2 separate regions of the Pan troglodytes genome follow, and region 2 is linked to region 1. Evidence: chromatin contacts called from public Hi-C data. All regions are on one chromosome and are shown on one strand. The core of a region is the stretch at or near the end of the contact, and the rest is flanking DNA. Distances in the headings are between cores, read along the strand shown.

Region 1 (2,999 bases), core at 330-2,829:
TGCCCGGCTAATTTTTTTGTGTTTTCATACAGCCAAGATTTCATCATGTTGTCCAGGCTGCACCCAAACTCCTGGGCTCAAGTTATCCACCCCATTGGGCCTCCCAAGTGCTAGGATTACAGGCATGACCCATTGCGCCTGGCTGTTTTTTAGAAATTGTCTATCTTAAGGTTTTACATTTTAATCTATGATAAATTTTGAATAATTTTTAATATCTACTACAAAATAAGGGTGAACATTTTGGTTTTTATTTTTGGTATATGAATATTCAATTGTTCAAGAATCATTTGTTGCAAACTCTGTCCTTTCTCCATTAAATTTCTTTGGAACATGAGTCAAAAATCTACCAACCACATACGTGTAGGTCTATTTCTGGGTGCTAAGCTGTTTCATTTATCTAAATATATATCCTTACACCAAAGCACACTATCTGTACTAATACTGCATTATATTAAATTTTGAAATAGGTAAAGTGAGTACCCCAACATTGTTCCTCCTTTTCTTAATGTGTTTGGCTATTCTACTTTTACTTTCTAATACAAATTTTAGAATCTATTTGTCAATTTCTACAAAAAAAATCATAATGGGATGTTGATTGAGGATTTAGTGAATGCATAGATTAAAATGTAAGAATCGCTCTCTTAATATTGACCTTCCAATTCATGAAATTAGTGTATCGCTGTATTTATTTAGATCTTTTAAAACTAATCTCATCAGTGTTTCCTAATTCCCAGAGTACAATTTTTGCCAGATTTATCTCTAAGAATATCATTTTTATACTGCTGTAAATATATTTTAACTTCAATGCTCAATTTTTCATTATCGCTATAAGGGAAGACAGTTGATTTTCACCTATGCATTTTTGCAAACTAAGAAAATCTAGTGACAACCATGTGGTATATATATTGCTACATGTGAGGCATGGACAAATGAACAACAAACATACATTTCTCCTATATTTGAGACATCAGTCAAGCTGATATTCGAACATATAGGCAATAAAAATCAGATTAGAGAGGCTGCATAGTTATGTGGAAATCCACAAAATGCATGTGCATACAACACTAATTTAAATGGTCACTGCAGGTATCCTGCAGGAAGTAATTTAAGATTGAAAACATGAATAAGTAGCTGAAAAACGATGCAAATTTAAGCTGGGAAAGACAAAAGAATGATTAGTATTCATGTAGAAACCACGACATGTATACAAGTCAAAATATTTGAGGCATCACAAGAATAGCAATTTCAGAACACATGAAGGAAGTTACAAATCTATGTCAGGGCTAGATTTTTAAGAAATTATGTGGGGTTGAGGCTCAGCCCCTGCATTGGCAAAGAAAAAGTTATGGGTGATGAAAATAGACAACCTAAAGTCCTGGAAAAGAGTCCACACAAAATTTTAGTATTTTCAAGGTAGAAGCTTCTCTTGACTCAGTTGGACCTCCCTGTGAAAAATAGGAAATCAGAAAAGGAACTTTCCACCTAGAAAACGAATTTCAGTACCAAGCATAGATTGCTTTCACGCCTAAACCCCTCCTTACTTGCATTGCAGAAGTACCTGCTATACTGTAGTTTTTGGGCATGAGGGACCCCTGTGCTCACAGCGCCATCTAGCATCAACAGAAAGGGGGGCTGATGGCAGCTTTAATAAATTCAGGAGAGGAAAAAAAAAACACAAAACAAAACAGATGGCGGCCCAGCATCCAGGAACTGCTGTGTTCATTTGAGTAGGATTTTTCTTATATTCGTTTAAAAACTGAAACATAATTCATAATTGCTGCAGGGGTTAGGGGTGAAATGCAATTGGTAACCATTCCCAGTAAAGACTCAGGGAATCCTGGCCCAAGACCACATTTCCTGTCATTTAACGCAAGGGTTAAAAGGTCGAAGTGAATCCCATTACGCTAATTGATTTCATTTACAAACATGGATGTATAGGAGTGTGTTACTATGCACGGAATCATACTTCGGATGTGACTGTAAAACGAGTTCAGCTGATTTTGCACTGTCACATTAAACCCGGCACCGTGTGTTTCCATATACATCACGCTCCTCTTTGGTAGCACTACAGTTCATAAGATGAATGTAATTTCTTAGATTACAGCCTTAACTGGTTATTACTCTTTCAATGTTTTCTAATGTGATATAGATGTCGGACGTATTCGCTCAAGTATACGTGGCGGGGCCGGGGTCCCGACCGTCTGTCGGAGCGAGCTGTGCCGCAAAGCCCAGCTACTCCGATCTCACAGGGATGGTGGCAAGAAATGCGCCATTGTTCGGCGCAGCGAAACAGCCCGCAGTGCGCTGTGGGAAGGTCACATGACAGAGGGGGAAGACGGTGGCCGGCAGGAGCCGATCCACTGCGCGCCTGCGCGGCTCCGGTGGCGTGGATGACGCTGGTCTCCCGTCACCGTTTCCGTTTCCGGGCGAGTCTGTTCGGCTTATGGCGTCTGCTAGGAGTCTCCTATCTGGCGTTTGTGCCGCAGAAAACCTTTAACCTGCGTTTTACCCGTAAACATTTTCCTTTTTAGGCTTCCTATCATTGTTTTGGTTCTTGCTCCTGTATTAACTTTGTTTTTGGTTTTTTCTTTTTTTTTTTTTTCAAGACGGAGTCTCGCTCTGTCGCCCAGGCTGGAGTGCAGTGGTGCGATCTCGGCTCACTGCAAGCTCCGCCTCCCGCGTTCACGCTATTCTCCTACCTCAGCCTCCCGAGTAACTGGGACTACAGGCGCCCGACATCACGCCCGGCTAATTTTTTTAATTTTAATGGAGACGGAGTTTCACCATGTTAGCCAGGATGGTCTCGATCTGCTGACCTCGTGATCCGCTCGCCTCGGCCTCCCAAAGTACTGGGATTACAGGCGTGAGCCACCGCGCTCGGCCGTATTAACTTTGTTTTAACCTAAGTTTTGTTTCTTTTTCCCATAAAAATACCTTAGTGTTTATGCAACACTGTCTTTTCATAAACGTTGCACAGACCATGATTTTATACCCTTTCT
Region 2 (2,999 bases), core at 209-2,708, 780 kb before region 1:
GCGCATGGGCGGCGGCACCTGCCAGGTAACGGCTGGTGCCTGCCAGGTGACCTGCGTGGTCTGCCAGGTCAGGGGAGTGGCCTGCCAGCCTTGCTGCGCGGCCTGCCATCCTGGCGAGGTCGCCTGCCAGCCCGGGGGTGTGGCTAGCTGCGCTGGGGGTGCCTGCGGGCCCTGGGGAACCTGCGGAGGAGCCCTTATAACTTGAGACTGGATTTGCAGGATCAGAGGCTGAGCCTGCGGGGCCCAAGAAGCCATCGGCTGTGCAGGTGGGGCCATCGGCTGTGCAGGTGGGGCCGCCGGCTGTGCCATCGGTGCTCCTGAAGCTGGAGGCTGGGTCATCGGAGCTCTCGCACCTGGAGGATGAATCATCAGGACTCCTGGACCTGGAGGCTTGGCCATCGGTGCTCCTGAAGGCTGAGGCTGGGTCATCACGGCTGCTGGAGGTGGCTGGACCATCGGGGCTCCCGGAGCAGCAGGCTGGACCATCAGGACTCCCGGAGTCAGAGGCTGGGCCATCAGGACTCCCGGAGCTGGAGGCTGGGCCATCGGTGTCCCCGGAGGGGGAGGATGAGCCATCGGTGTCCCCGGAGGGGGAGGATGAGCCATCGGTGTCCCCGGAGGGGGAGGATGAGCCATCGGTGTCCCCGGAGGGGGAGGATGAGCCATCGGGGTCCCCGGAGGAGGAGGATGCACCATCGGGGTCCCCGGAGGAGGAGGATGGGCCATCGGGGTCCCCGGAGGAGGAGGATGGGCCATCGGGGTCCCCGGAGGAGGAGGATGGGCCATTGGGGTTCCCGGAGGGGGAGGGTGGGACATTGGGGTCCCCGGAGGAGGAGGATGGGCCATGGGAGCTCCGGGAGCTGAAGGATGCACCATCAGGACTCCCGGGGTCGGAGGCTGGGCCATCGGGGCTCCCGGAGGTGGAGGATGCACCATCAGGACCCCGGGAGTCGGAGGCTTACCCATCGGGCCCCCCAGCGGGGGAGCCGGGACTATCGGGCCCCCTAGGGCAGGAGGCTGGGTCATCGGAACCACCGGGGCGGGCAGCTGGCCCTGTGGGGCCTCCCAGGCAGGCTGAGGTGCCTGCCAAGCGGCCAATGAAGCCTGCAAGTCAATTGGAGGTGGATCCCAAGGGACTGGCGGAGCCCGGGAGGAAGCGGGCGGGGCCCGCATCAGAACCGTAGGGCGGCTATAGACAGGCGGCTTCGGGGCCTCCGCCGGAGGACTCGAGTCACCCAGATTCTTACTTAGCTGCGACATGTCCCTTTGCTGACAGCTGGTGGGTCTTTTCCTCGGACAGCTGCTGGGCCTTTTCCTCCAGAGAGAAGAGAATGCCTACGTGGCTGTTCAGAGGCTCCCTCCCTGCTGAATGCTGAATAGGAAGTGAGTGCTGCTCGCTCCGCAGCTTTCCGCAGTAAGGAGGAGGGGGGAAGGGGGCTCAATCCCGCCCCTTCCCCGCCCCCGACCACCACAAGTGGATATTGCATAGGGGCGTCTACCGGAGTCCTGGCTGACACAGGATCCCTTCTCACTCTGTCCAGTCCCCAAATGCAGACCAGTCAGACTCCACATGGATGACTTTTCACAGGGGAGTGACAGGAACCCATCCATGTTTTAGAAAAATCACTGTACTGCAGTGTGGAGTGGGAGCAGACCACTGGAAACGTGGAAGGTATCCAAGACGGCGGGGGGGAGATGGTGTGGTCTGGGCTAAGATGTGAGGCGGAGAATGAAAAAAGTGCATTTACATAAGAGAGTTCCAGGAGTTATAGCAGACAGATACCTGTATTATAATTGAATAAAGGAGTCAAAGACATGGAAAAGGCACACTAGTCCCTGCCTGGAGAAAGTGGGAAGTTGCAGGGACTGTTACTCTCTTAGGGTCCCAGGAGAGGCACACGGGAAGAGAGGCTGATGAGTATTGGCAGACACAGGGCATTTGCGGTACTGTGGGACTGCCAAGGAGAGATACCCTGTAGGCACTCCTGTATGATGTCTTGGGAGTCCTGCTTGGCTATTCCTCATGAAAATAGAGTTGTGGGAGGGAATGTGGTTGCACTAGGTCTTGAAGAACACAGGCATGTTAGAAACACATGGAGAAAAGGAATAGCAGCGAGTAGAGAGAGAGGAAAAGAAGTCACGGAACTGAGACATGCCACAAATCAGTGGAAGACAGCATTTTTAGTATGGGAAAACTGCCTGTGGAATGGCTCGGATGCAGGAACAGAGTAGTTTTCTCAGTATTTTTCATCTGCAGAATGGGAAAGAAATTTTAAAAATGAAAACCAAATAACACACCTGAAGATAACAAAATGGGTATATAAATAGATCAAAAATTGATATATTTGGATATATAGGAAAAACAGGCAAAGAATAACAAAATTTCTGGGGAAACTTCTCGTGACAAAAATCAGTTTAAATATGAGACAAATCAAGTATTAACAGATAAAGCAGATGACAATAGTATTATTGGGCAGTGCTATACAACTTTATGGTGAGAGGAAGTGATAATCTCAGTAATTGAAAAGCTTTCTGGAAATATACAAAGCACTAAATATCAAGGATGTTTCGTTTAAATAGGCTGTTGGCAGCCTAGGGCAGGAGTCCAGAGTGACAAAACGTGCCACCAGGGGGCAGATGAGGATGATGAAGGGTACACCCCACTCCTTCCCAGGTACCCTTAGCCAGGGGTCCTCAAATTTGGTAATTTATGGACCCAAGGGAAGGTATGTACACACTCCCAATGTTATTATTGCCTTAAATAATAATAGAAGAATTTGGGGGTAAAGTTTCAGTGATTTTCTGGACACTTAAGGGATGTTGTTATTCCCAGGAAACTCTTTTCAAAACAGTCAGATTTTTAAGGGTGCTTGATGATACAGTAGCCCCCCAACCTTATCTGCAGGGGATACATTCCAAAACTCTCGATGCCCGAACCTGGAGACAGCACCAAACCTTATATATACCATGTATCCCTTTCATTCTCCTTCTTCACAATT

What was found. Hi-C and Micro-C count contacts between places; a contact is called where the count stands out from the background.
Region 2: a contact with region 1 is called in a Hi-C map of stem cell-derived neural progenitor cells, with 4 times the contacts expected there. The contact joins the promoter of MAGEL2 here to the enhancer-like site in region 1. A contact is called at or near these places in 2 of 7 Hi-C or Micro-C datasets (induced pluripotent stem cells and stem cell-derived neural progenitor cells) and 1 of 1 datasets of contacts at active chromatin or transcription factors (stem cell-derived excitatory neurons).

The regions. Positions count from the first base shown.
Region 1 is chr16:10,767,936-10,770,934 of NHGRI_mPanTro3-v2.0_pri, reverse strand. All of the region lies in intron 13 of LOC112205572 (serine/threonine-protein kinase Nek4-like), which reads left to right. Among named protein-coding and RNA genes, the nearest start is that of NPAP1, 97 kb to the left of the region's middle. Within about 2 kb of position 1,579, at least 12 of the 24 cell types and tissues checked have an H3K27ac peak or open chromatin away from gene starts, as enhancers often do. A contact at or near this core is called in induced pluripotent stem cells and stem cell-derived neural progenitor cells, where this site is marked.
Region 2 is chr16:11,543,574-11,546,572 of NHGRI_mPanTro3-v2.0_pri, reverse strand. It overlaps MAGEL2 (MAGE family member L2), which reads right to left and starts at 1,458. Exons shown (of 1, transcript XM_016927769.4): 1 at 1-1,458. The coding sequence starts at 1,260.